2 separate regions of the Muntiacus reevesi genome follow, and region 2 is linked to region 1. The links are chromatin contacts, called in public Hi-C maps. All regions are on one chromosome and are shown on one strand. Each heading gives the region's core, a stretch centred on a gene start, on an enhancer-like site or on the middle of the called end of the contact. The rest is flanking DNA. Distances are from core to core; before and after follow the strand shown. Region 1 holds the start of STK38L (serine/threonine kinase 38 like). Region 2 holds the start of FGFR1OP2 (FGFR1 oncogene partner 2).

Region 1 (6,318 bases), core at 2,855-5,354:
AATCTCAATAAATATAAACTACTCTTCTTCGTCTATCCACAAAGCTAATCAGGAATTAACATTGCCCTTACTCACACAGAGGGGAGTGTTCAGTCAGCTTGTCTTGATAGCCTCTCACTCTCTCTTTTCAAAAAATGTATTATTTATTTGTCTTTTGGCTGCACTGGGTCCTTGAAGCTGTGAGCAGGCTTTTTGGCTGCACTAGGTCCTTGAAATTGCAAGTGGGCTTTCTCTAGTTGTAACAAGCAAGGGCTACTCTCTCGGTTGTTGTCTGTAGGCTTCTCATTATAGTTGTTTCTCTGGTAGCAGAGCACAAGCTGTAGGCTTGTGGGTCTTTAGTAGTTGCCGTGCATGAGCTTAGATGCCCTGCAGCATGTAAAATCTTCCTAGACCAGGGGTCAAACCCCTGCATTGGGGGGGCAGACTTTTAGCCACTGGGCCACTAGGAAGATCCTCACTCTCTTTTTCATCATAATTTTTAATGCTTAAAAAAATCTCCATATCAGCAGTTATATCTCTATTATCATCCTTGCTAGCTGAGTCTCCCCTGGATTCAGTTCAATTCAGTCACTCAGTTGTGTCCAACTCTTTGCAACTCCATGGACTGCAGCACACCAGGCTTCCCTGTCTATCACCAACTCCCAGAGCTTGCTTAAACTCATGTCCATTGAGTTGGTGATGCTGTCCAACCATCTCATCCTCTGTTGTCCCCTTCTCCCCCTGGATTAATTTTGCCAAAGATTTCCCCTGTTTCCTTATTTCTTTGACTTTTCAAAGAATTACCTTATTGGTCAATTTCAGACTTTATACTTTGTGTTACATTAATTTCTTCCTTTATATTTTAGAATTGTATTTGAATTTGTTAATCTTAATAAATTACATCCATTTGAAAAATGGAGCTATATATGGGAGCAATTATGTATTTGATCTATAATACTTGGTACACATAATGGTCAGGACATCTGGAAGGGATTCTGCTGTAATCTTGACATTCTTCTACTTTCTTTGAATTTATTTTGTTTTCTTTTTCAGGTTTCCTGAGTTGAGAGTTTGGTTCACTTGTTTGTACCTTTTTGTGTTTTCTCTTCAATGCATTTAAAGCAATAAGTTTAAATACTTATTTGACCATATCCCACAGATGCAAAGCTGTGTACACAGGAAAACAACTTTTCTGTTTCTATGTTTTCTATGTGGAAGGGTTTTACTAATAGCTTCCTTCTGTTACCATTTACTACTGTCATTTGTCATTCTTTGGTTATTTACTACATGGTAGGTCTAGGAGTAATACTAAATTTCACACACTGAAAACAAAAATCAGATGAATTTTGAGTGCCAAAAAGGTTTTCACCATGATTTTTCTCTGTGGGCTACAATTTTAGTTTGTCTATCCACATTTGGTGTAACTTAGAGAAGAAGGAATAAGTGAAAGACAGGGGATAAAAATTCATATTCAACTATAGATTGCTAAAGTTAGCACTGACCATGGTGTGTATCTGTTACCTATATTACCTGAACTTTAATCATGATTGATAATAAGAGAGTTGATAAGAAGAGTTTTGGAAAGTCCTACAAAAAAATCTATTATTTAAGGCCAACAGTTCTCAATCTGGGTCTGTGAACTTTAATGAAAAATAGATATACACATTTTATGTATATATATATATAAACATATGCATTAATAATACATACGCATCAATGTATTTTTTCACTGATCCTTAATTGAAAATGATCATTTCTTCCATTATGAATATATTCAGCAAACAATAGTAATATTAGAAATCTTAGACTTTGTTCCCAATAGAAATCACGCATATTTTCTACCACATTAAGTTGGTACAGATATCTCAAAATATTGTTTATGTATATCACTACTGCAAAATTACTGTAGGTATTGACCTTGTTATTTGATGCATTAATAAAGAAGCAAATATATAACTATTATTATCTATGGCTGTGTAATAAATTACCCCCAGCCCCAATTAATGGCTTAAAAAATGAATACATATTATTTCACAGTGTCTGTGGGGTAGGAATCTTGCAAGACTTTGCTGTGTATGTTGGCTCAGGGTCCCTTGCCAGGCTGCAATCATCTTGAAGTTCCACTGGGAAAGAGTCTGCTTTTATGTGGTTGTGGGCAGGATTCAGTTCCTCACAAGTTGTTGGACTGGGTGCCCCAATTCCTAAGTGTCTGTTGACTGGAGACTTTGCTCTGTGTTTACTGCATGGCCCTCTCCACAAGACAGGGCAGAGCATGACAGCTGCTATCATCAGAGTGAGCAGGAAATGGAGCAAGAGAGGATGAACAAGATGGAAGCCAGAGTCCTTTGTAATCCAATCGTGGAGGTGACATCTCATCATTTCTGCTGTATACTCCTTTGCAAAACCAAGTCACTAGTTCCAGTCCACGCTCAAGAGAAGGGGGTTGTACAAGAAAGGAATACCAGAAGGTGAGGATTATTAAGAGTCATCTTTGAAGCTGCCTACATCAGAACTATATAAAAAACTCAGTTTTAGTATTTTAATAACTTTACATTAATGTAATTAATTTCTTTTATACCCTAGGTAGCTTATTTTATGCATTTAAAAACACTATTCTGAAAAAGAGTCTATAGATTTCACCAAACTTCCAAAAGAGCACTTGGCTCTAATTTGATTCGGGTCAGGTACCTTCAACACCTAGGGAAATTTGTTAGGAATGCCTTCAGTTTAGAAACTAGCCTGCCTCATGTTATCTTAGTCTGATACCCTAGACTAGTTCATAACTCTTAGTGCCATGAAAATAACATGGCACATTTGAAAACATAAGTTTGCTAGAGCATACTCCATAAACTGCTTTCAGTCCTACCCACCTGAATTAATATGTGTGTGGTGGAGGGAGAGAAGTGTACAGCCCTCTGTTAAGTGTGTTTGATCACAGTTAAACTTCTAATGCTTGCATATGGCAACTGTCATTTGAGCCTCAAAATCACCATATGATATAGAAGAAAATGATTTCTCCAAGAACACAGTAATTACCAGATCACATAGTGCTTTTTCCAACAATCAAGCTATGTATGAGAGAGAAGAGAGTGTTAAAAAAAAAAGAGAGAAGTGATGTTAAGATTCTTTCCTAAGTTCTTCCTATGTGTCACCTGCTCTGGGCAAAACTAAAGATAATGGTCGTCATCTCTGAATTACATTTTCCACAAGCACAGCACTAGCTTTGTATATTGTCTTAACAGTCTAAAGTAAATTCTTTTTTTTATAAAATCTCCAATATTCAGATAGAACATAATTTGTCAATGATAATTGGGGACAATTCTCTTATTTGATTTGCTCAATAAAAACTCAAATGCATCACCTTCCCAAAGCCATCCTTTCTGAGTCATAGTACAGGTGATTTTCCTCATAGTTCTCTGATCCTAAACAAGCAGCAGCCCAGTAACGTCAGTTATTTTAGATTTTTCAAGATGATGCAAGCAAATTTTTCATGAATGCTGCAGGGTTTTTTGTTTGTGTTTCTGTAGCTTTTCCAAATGTGAATCCCTCTCAAGTCTCTACAGTCGAGTCAGGATGGAAAAGGAAAAGGGTCAAGGAACACTGACCTACTAACTAGTTAGGCAACATGATCAGCCAATCCATTTTTGTTAACCATTTTCCTACTCTGCAAAAGGTTCCAAAAAAATAACTGAAATGATCTCTGAGCTCCCTTTTATCTTTAACACTCACTTTGCATTGTGAAGCATCAAGAAAAACTCTGGCGACATGTAGGACACGTGACCAATGTGGCAACACCCAGGGTCACTCAAGAGTGGCCTGAACTAGCTTTCAGCAGAGAGGAGGGAACTGAGGTGAGGCTGATGAGGAAGGGAGGCGGTCACTCTTCGAACAACTCCTTCAGGGCCAGTCAGGAATTCACCGGGTGCAGGTGGGTGGGGCGCGTGTGTGTGTGTGGGGGGGGGGGGTGCCTGTGTTGACGACAGAAGGCTACTTCCGGATGTGGTGCGTATGACGTCAGGGACCGGCCGAGCCTCCTAGAAACAGAGGAGGGAGGGCTCGCGAGAGTTCAGGGAGGCCGCCCCGAGATTCCGGCGCGGCGGCGGCGGCGGGTCCCACCTCCCGGGGGCGGGGCGAGGGCGGAGCGGGCAGAGGGAGCAGACGGTCGCCGGGCCGGCTGCGGTCCGTGCGGAGGCTGAGCCGGCCGCGGGCGCGACCGGAGGCAGGTGAGTGCGCTGATGCGGCGCTCCTTCGCGGAGGAGGCTAGGGGTCCGACTCGCCGCTCCGGCTCCAACTCTGAGAGCCGGATCAGGAGAAGATCTCATGTGTCTTAGGGTGTCCAGGGAAAGCCGGGCTGATTTCGAGGCTGGAAATATCTCCGGTGAAGCTCCGGTGACGGCCTTGGCCCTCTTGTTTCTTGGGGTGATACTGGCCCCGGGTGTCCGGAGGGGTGGCCTGGGGCCCGGGGAGGAATCTTTGTCCTCCTTGGCTCCTCTGGCCTCTCCCCTCCGCGGCCCCCGAGCCTCGGGCTCCCTGTCCCTGCCTGGGCTTCATAAACAATAACAAATGTCGCGGACCTTCCCCTGTATCCCCTGCTCTCCCGTCCCGTGCCCTCCAGCCGATGCCAGCGAGGGGAAGGATTTGGGGCATGGCTCTTAGATTGTGGGGGCTGTTTGTGTACCATTCCTAAAAACTGATGCGTCAGATTGCTAAACATTTCTCAAATAGACACAGTAAAAGCCGCCCAGCTCCCAGAAGCCAAGGAGTGTATAAAGCCGGTCTCTCAAAATCGGACCCTACCGCTGGAATCCTAGACCCTTCTTTTCGCCATCATTTTCTCCCACTCCCTTTTTTCCCATCTTTACTACGGGAGGACGAACGAGTGGTTGTTTGGCATGGGTAAAAATAGAGAAGGTTGTGTCCGATGGAGGAAGGAAACATTTCACCCTCAAAAGTTGCCAGGTAGAGAGCAGAAGAACTAACTTTATTTTCAAAATCAGTGGCCTCCCGTTTACTGATACTACTTCTGTTTTATGGGACCGCTTTTCAGATTGTGAATTTGGAGGAAAGACATTAAAAGAAATGGGGAGGGGGGCGGGGAGACCTGGTGGTGCAGGGAGTAGGGGCTGGTCCAGAAAGCATGATGCTGGTGTTCCTCACTTGAGAAAATGCAAAGGCACCGCTCCTGTCTATTTCACGCAACTTGCGATAAGTTTTGATAGAAGCCAATTGCTTGGAAAAGGTGGCCTGAGTATTAGCTTTAATACTACTAAAATCTGAGGAAACAGCTGTAAGTGTTTCACTTATGCCTCCTAGCTGTAAGCCGGGAGTGAGACTTGGTTTTTCAGGGGCTGTGAGTAGGGGACGGGGTTAGGCCTTATACTTGTTAAGTCTCCTTACTTTAAGGCAGGGTTTATTGTTGTTTAAGCCCAGTTTTGCTTCCTGAGGGAAGGTTTTTGAAAGTTCTTTGTCTAGGTCATAAATGTATATAAGATACTGGAAGCCTCTTTGTGTTTGGTTTTTCTTTGTATGCCTCAGGATATATAAAGCAATTAAGTTTATTGTACTGTCTATCCAGTGGCTGAGAGGTGTTGTATGTGAATTGACCATTCTTCTCACTATGTGAGGGGAGAGAAATTCGTCCAAAATAGGATGTTAAATTATGATGACATTTGTTCATTGCATAGAAACATCAAAGTACCTTTCTGTAAAAGATTCTGATCTCAGAGGAAGTATAATGTTAAAAAAACTTTTTTTTTTTTAAAATTTGGTTTGATATGGCTTAGCGTTTGTGGTGTTCTCCTTTTTAAGATGGCTAATGACATTCCCCATTTACTTGGGATATGTTTAGAATGAGAAACAAATTGGGTGTTGTCTTTGTAATCCTTTGAAAGCCCCTGCCACTGGAGAATGAAAAAAAAAATTAGACTTAGAAAAACCACATTAAATGAGTGCAATTCTTCTTTAGTCTTTTGTTTTTGAGTTTCTTTTTAAATAAATCATAGAGTGGAGACCAGAAATACTTGTGCAAATAAGGTGTCCTCGGCAGTTTTCATGCTGAAAAAATTAATTTCTAAAGGTAACACACTATAAAAACAAAGGAAGAATCGTAGTTTGTAGAAAGGGATAATAAATGAATTCAGCCATTTGTTCTCAGAAAAGTTATGTCCTCTCAAAGTTAGGGCTGCAGCATCATGTTAGCGAAGTTGGATAACACTTTATAAAGTGTTTTCCCAGTGATCTGGGATAAGTTGGAGGCTCTTTTGCATGTGTGTGGCACTTTTTTGAGAGACGGAAAAGGGCACAAATCAAAGCCAGAAAGTTTTGCATCTCAATGTAATG
Region 2 (6,318 bases), core at 2,610-5,109, 200 kb before region 1:
GTCTCTAGCACTAGCTTGCTAACTGATTCATTCATACATATACAGAACAGCCAGTACCAGGAAAACAGCTCTGCCCCTCACAACATGGGGAACATCAGGGGTTCTCGGATGTAGAAAGACAGAGGGCAGTGCAAGAAGAATACAAGCAAAAATAAATGAACAAGATGATTTCAGAGAGTGATAAATGCTATGCAAAAGAAACTGTTTAGCTTTTTTAGATCAGTTGATCAGAGAAGGGCTCTCTATAGAAGTGGCAATTGAGGGGAATCCAAAATGACCAAAAGAAACCAGCCAGGGAAAGAGATGGAGGTACAGAATCCTAGGTACAGCAAACTGCAAATGCAAAAGCTTCTGTGTACTCTCTTAAGGTCAGAAAAATATGCTGGAGTCATATCACATAAGGCAGTGGAGGCCGGAAGAATGGATTTGAACTTCATTCTAAATTTTAAAGTAAAATGCAAACCCAAAAATACTATCAGGTAAGATGATGACAGTAAGGACATATTAGAAAATACATCAGAATATGGCTGTGTTCTCTTCTGGAAGGAGGGTGAGATTATTTATTTTTCACTGAACTATACGGTCTAATTCATGATCTTTTTTCTTATTATCTGTGAAATACTAGTTTTGATTTCCCAGTAAGTTTGATAAGTAGCCTTTTCTCCTGAGGCTTATCTGACAGGAACATGTCTTACTGGCCCCTTTACTCACATTACTGCAATGAAATCTTATAACAATCATAGGAAGGAGGTGTTATGCTGACTAGGGAGGAAACTGAGGCTTGAAGAAATGAAGCAAAAAAGATCAAGGTCACACTGCTGGTTGCTTAATGATGTCAGAATTTGAACCGAAACCTATGCCTTCAACCACTACATTATGCTTCCTGTCATATATACATTTTTTTTTATCCTACATGATACACAATTTACAGAGGGACTAAAAGCAATTTTTATTTAATTTAGAATACATCTGAATGTGTAATATATATTAGACTTTCCATGTTCAGCCTTACTGTTACTCCTCTGCCTATGCCAGTCTATGAGCTGGCTAGCCCACCTACTCACTCCAGTATTCTTGCCTGGGAAATCCCATGGACAGTGGAGCCTGGCGGGCTACAGTCCATGGGATCACAAAGAGTTGGACATGACCTAGTGACTAAACAACAACAGGTCCCAGCCTAGACTGCTCCAAATGAGACAGACAGCACATCATCCACTGTGGCTAACCAAATGACTTCCCTTAAATAGAACAGTTGAGATTCTGAAACCTGAAGATAATTTTCATACTCGAAATTTTTATCAATCTTACATTTCCCTTCTTACTGATAATAACAATTTCCACTTAACATTCTTAAAAGTATTTCTTTACAATATGGCCAAACCCAGCGGCGGTTTAGGACACTTTCACTAAAACTGTAAGCAGCCTGGTTCTTAGAATTCTGGTTCTGCCTCTAACTAGCTATATGACTCAGAGAAATTGCTACTTTTGACCTCAGCTTCTGCATCTCCAACAAGGCAGTAACAAACAAGACTGATATTCACATGGAACACACCAACACATTCTGACAAAGTGCTCTCAGCCAACATCCCTTCTGCTTATGCTGGCAACAGCTCTCAGTGGTCAGTGTCTGTTCCTTTCTGGTTATTATATACTTTGAATACTGTCCCATTAATTACAGTAATTACTGCATAGGACTGTTGTGAGAGTCACAGGAGTTAATAAATATGAAGCACATGTAAGAAGAGCTCCGTAACTGTAAGCTGTTATTGTTGGCCCCGATTAAATACATGTAACACATTAATCCCAAAGGGGAGTTCTATATACCACATTTTTAAAGTAGCAAATAAATGGTAACTCAAATTGATAGCAAATTCATATATAAAAAATGTAACAAGCAGTTAAGTACACCCCCCAAATCATGATTTTCCTTGTACTTCACACTCACCAGCTTTTTGAAAGGAAATATGTCATACATTATTCTACAATATTCCATGGAAGATTCTACTGAGCAAGTCCACAACGATTTAGATATGGGGGCCAATGGGATGATTCCTTGCGTCCTATTCTTCACCAGCATATCAAACTCGACATGTTGTCTGCATGACTCTGCCATGTAAGGGCAGTGATCCACAACAAACACTGTTTTATGAGATTCAGAAAAAATCTTCATCTTGTTTTAACCTGCAAAGGATAAAATATATTAGTCAAACATCTTATATATAACATTGAATCGCGTAAATTATTTCTAATGACTGTCTCTTTTCCTCAAGAAGATTTGGTAGGGAACATTAATAATCAGTATTCAATGAAATTTATCCAACAAAGGACAAGATTTAATGAGGTCATGACAAGAAAGTAACTATCAATTCAAGGGATGAGCTACTCCATATTAACCTGTCATTCTACCGGAAGCAGGCAACGTTGCAATCCATGCACACATTTTTGCTCTGGAATGCACTTAAACTTGTCAGAAGAAAATATTTTTACAAATAATTGAATTGTTTCTCTTACACAATATCAAACATAATAAACGACAAGTACTCTTCAAATACATTTTTGATGATCACTGTTAATTGACATCAATTACATATAAACCCCTAAACTTAAGTCAGTCAGTATTTTGGGGATTCCCTCCAAAAAAATCTCAAGACTTCTGAAGAAGCGTAGGGGGGCAGAAAGAATGAACTGGAAAGAGGAGTGACAACAAAGGGAAGTCCAAAACATAACAAACATCTCCTAAGATAATTGCATATCTGGTCTTCGCATTAGGATACGGACCTCAAATTCACGTTCTCCCCCTTAGCTTATGAAACACCACGGTGAATTTATCATGTAGAACAGAAAAACTTAGGTGCTACCATCACGCTGGTGAGGAGGAGGAACTTCAAGAACTTTTTCTTATAGCAACTCCCTTGCTTCGCTAAGAAAATCTTATACTGAATAGACAAGCCACATTCGAAAAGCACATGGTAAACAGAGCAAAAGTGCTCATCAAAACGAACTGACTTTTTACAATCTACCTATTTTCCTCTACTGCTTTCAAACGCATTTCCCCTTCATGCAAAAGTCTTCTTTGCGAAACCTGGACACACTCTGCTGGAAGGTGGGGGGTAGAAAGTACAAGGTGAGTGGATAGGGAAGACCTCACGATCGAGGTTCGCTTACTTTCGTGCCTGGTCCTGCAGTGAAAACGAACAGAGGCTATGGACCACAGCCTCTCTGGAAAAGGCTGCTGGCTGGGTGGGGAGGGTCAGCGCACAGTCAGGAGTGACTGGTACCAAAGACAGGGGACTATGCTTTCCCCGCTCATCTCTTAGCACACCGGTCCTTCCCAGCCTTCCTAAAGGCAGGAGCGCGCGCGCGCCTGCGCGTGAACACAAACACTCACACACTCGGACTGGCGCGTGCGCAAAACACTCTTCGACAGCCCCGCTAAGCTGCCCTTCCCCCTCGGCGGGCCAGACGCCCAGGTCTCTAACAGGAAGAGGGCGGAGCCAAGGAAAAAAAATGCCTCCGACCCTTAAGATTTTCTACCCGCTAATTTTCCCAGTCACCCATTGGGAAGACTGATCCCGTCGACCTGAGAGCCTCCCCAACAGCGTAGTACCAACCACAGCACCGGCTAAACCAGCCACGGCCCCCTAAGCGCAAGGGCCTCCCACTAGATCCCCCTGCTCCGTCTCTCCACCCAGCCCGTTTCCCCTAGCAAAACTCGCGAGACTTTGAGAGAGCCCGAGCAAAAGCCCAAGTGCGGACTAGTGGGGCGGGACGTAAAGTGGCCCGCCCCTACTACTTGCGCATGTCAGCTAGAGGCCTCAAATAAATCGCGGAGGTCTGCCCCCCCCCCAACCCCCGCCTTTACGCGATGAAGGAAGTCTCGCGAGGTTAAAGCGCTTTGAGAGCGCTGGTCGGAGGCGGTCGCCCGGGGTTTTCTCCTTGCCAGTGATGGGGCTGAGCACCTGGAACCCCGGAGCCAGCCCTGCATTGCCTGTTCTGGGTTCTGCGTCTGCTCGCTGAGAAAGCTGGACAGGCGGGAGGAGTCTCTTCCCTTGGGTGCAGAGGTCCCCGTTGGCAGAGGCTTTGAGTCCTAACCGCCACAGCTGACGGCTGCGAGGGATTGAGACCAGAGTAAGTGAAATCTCAATCCAGGGAGACGAGCGGGCGTAGCGAGGCGTAGGCTTGCTTTCCCCTTTTGCACCACCTCTTGAACCACCGGCTGCCGGTTCCTAGGCGCGGCACTTCCTATTCTCAGCTCTGAGCACCTCTTTCCGGATCTCAGGTGCAGAAAGTTCGATGAAAAGCCTTGGCCCTGACCCGTGGGGACACACCTCTGTTCTCGGTTTTCTTCCTGCCTAGCCCACCTGGCAGCTCACCGTTGGCGGGGCGGGGTGGGGGTGGTCGGCAGGGATGGAAGAGGGTTCCTTTTCAGGTTTCAATTTACCTCTTTGCGTAAGAACCATTCCCTTTCTTGAAACCACCCTTCAAGAAATATGACTCTTTTCCTAGTTCTCTTCGCGGATAACCAACTGTCTTTAAACTGCCTTCTGAAGAATCCTACCTTTTTCTTGGTTTTCATCTTACCTTTCTTCTGTATCCGATCTCAGATAATAGTACTGGTTGTCCATCCAGTTGTCCGCACTAGAAACCCAAGGCTCATCCTTGACTGTATTTCCGCTTGTATTGCACTGTGCTATTTCTTCTTTCAAAACCAGATGATTTCCCCACCATCCTCCTCCCCTGGTTACCATTCTGAAATACAAATCTGTTTATGTCAATCCTTTCTTGAAACTTTTTCAATAACCTTACCGCTGACAGAATTAAGTCCTATTTGTTAAGCGTATCACATAGAGCTTTTTACTGTCTGTCCCAATCCATTTTTACCTTTTCTGTTTTATATTGCCAGTACCACAATATTCGTTCACGCCAGACTGCTGTTTGTCCAAACACGCCAAGCACTTTTACAGTGCCTTTGTATGTGCTGTACCATCTGTCTTGAATGCTTCCTCTTCCTTTTTATAAAACCACCTCTAAAAATGTAATTCATAGACCATTGTCTTCTCAGGCTCCCCCAGATGATACTGATAGTACCACTGTTCTCCCAAAGCACTTGAAACAGTATTTCTACAGAACTTTTTAGATTGTATAACATTGTTTATTCAAGTATCTTGTCTCCTGCCAATTTGAGCTTGAGTCTGGAAATCACATCTTATTCATCTTTGTAGCAAAAGTTGATTCATTGCTTGGCACATAGCAGGCATTATTTGTATTAATGTAAACATGTGTATACTTATTTGTAATGTGTGCGTTTGCATGCTTAGTTGTTCAGTTGTGTCCGACTCTTAGTCCTCCCGTGGACATAGCCCCCCAGTCTCCTCTGTTTCTGAAATTTTCCAGGCAAGAATACTGGAGCAGATTGCCATTTCCTACTCTAGGGGAATCTTCCTGACCGAGGGATTGAACCCAAGTCTCCTGCATTGGCAGGTGTATTCTTTAACCACTGAGCCACCTGGGAAGCCCCATTTATAATATAATAGTTCTGAAGTTTCATCATAGAAGTAGGAGTCCTTAGCATTCTCAAAAAATATAGAATTTTAGAGCCAGAGGGACCTTCTATATTAGTTTTAAAAACGCTGACCAGTTTTGAGTATGAGGAATACTGTACCACTAATACACAAGTAATTGTATTTTTAATATCTGTTAGTTGAGATTGTGCATCATGGCACAAAACTATTATGCTTTTACATGATTTTGTATTTTATTATTAGCAGTCTCTATTAAAAATGGTGGGATATATAGGTAGGAGAGAAATATTTAGACTACAGACCATGCTTAATGCATGTACATCTGTGCCACCCTTCCAATGATTCCTTGCCCATAGGTTAGAAATAACTGGTTTAGGTTAGATTAGTTTCTTCTTAAATTGTCATACTTGTTTGAACATACATGTATATGAACTTACATTTAGTCACAATTCCAAGGAAACATGTAATTAAAAAAAAATAAAACTTCACCTGTGTCCTTGCTTTCAAATTCTGTTTCTTCTAACTTTAAAAATTCATTTTCTTCCAAAAGCTGCTTCATAAAACTCTAAATGTGTTCATTCCATTATTTTCAAGGACAGAAATTTTTGTGCTTTCAAATACAGTGATATGTGTGTGTAAGGTGCTTTTTAAAAGTACGTAATTTGTAATTTACATGTTTTCTTTCTTGATCTCTGTAAATTTCTGAGAAAATCATACTATGCCTTTCATTTTTGTACCTCCATGGGTGTCAGTTAATATTTTCTCCAAAGTAACTTTAGAGGCACCTGCCCAAACA

What was found. Hi-C and Micro-C count contacts between places; a contact is called where the count stands out from the background.
Region 2: a Hi-C map of blood shows a contact between it and region 1, with 1.8 times the contacts expected there. The contact joins the promoter of FGFR1OP2 here to the promoter of STK38L in region 1. A contact is called at or near these places in 2 of 3 Hi-C or Micro-C datasets (blood and muscle).

What each region holds. Positions count from the first base shown.
Region 1 is chr1:28,056,824-28,063,141 of mMunRee1.1, reverse strand. It overlaps STK38L (serine/threonine kinase 38 like), which reads left to right and starts at 4,104. Exons shown (of 15, transcript XM_065940008.1): 1 at 4,104-4,202.
Region 2 is chr1:28,256,719-28,263,036 of mMunRee1.1, reverse strand. It overlaps FGFR1OP2 (FGFR1 oncogene partner 2), which reads left to right and starts at 3,859. Exons shown (of 7, transcript XM_065940012.1): 1 at 3,859-4,128. INTS13 (integrator complex subunit 13) reads right to left here and starts at 3,695. Exons shown (of 17, transcript XM_065940010.1): 1 at 3,166-3,695; 2 at 1,946-2,181. The coding sequence starts at 2,170.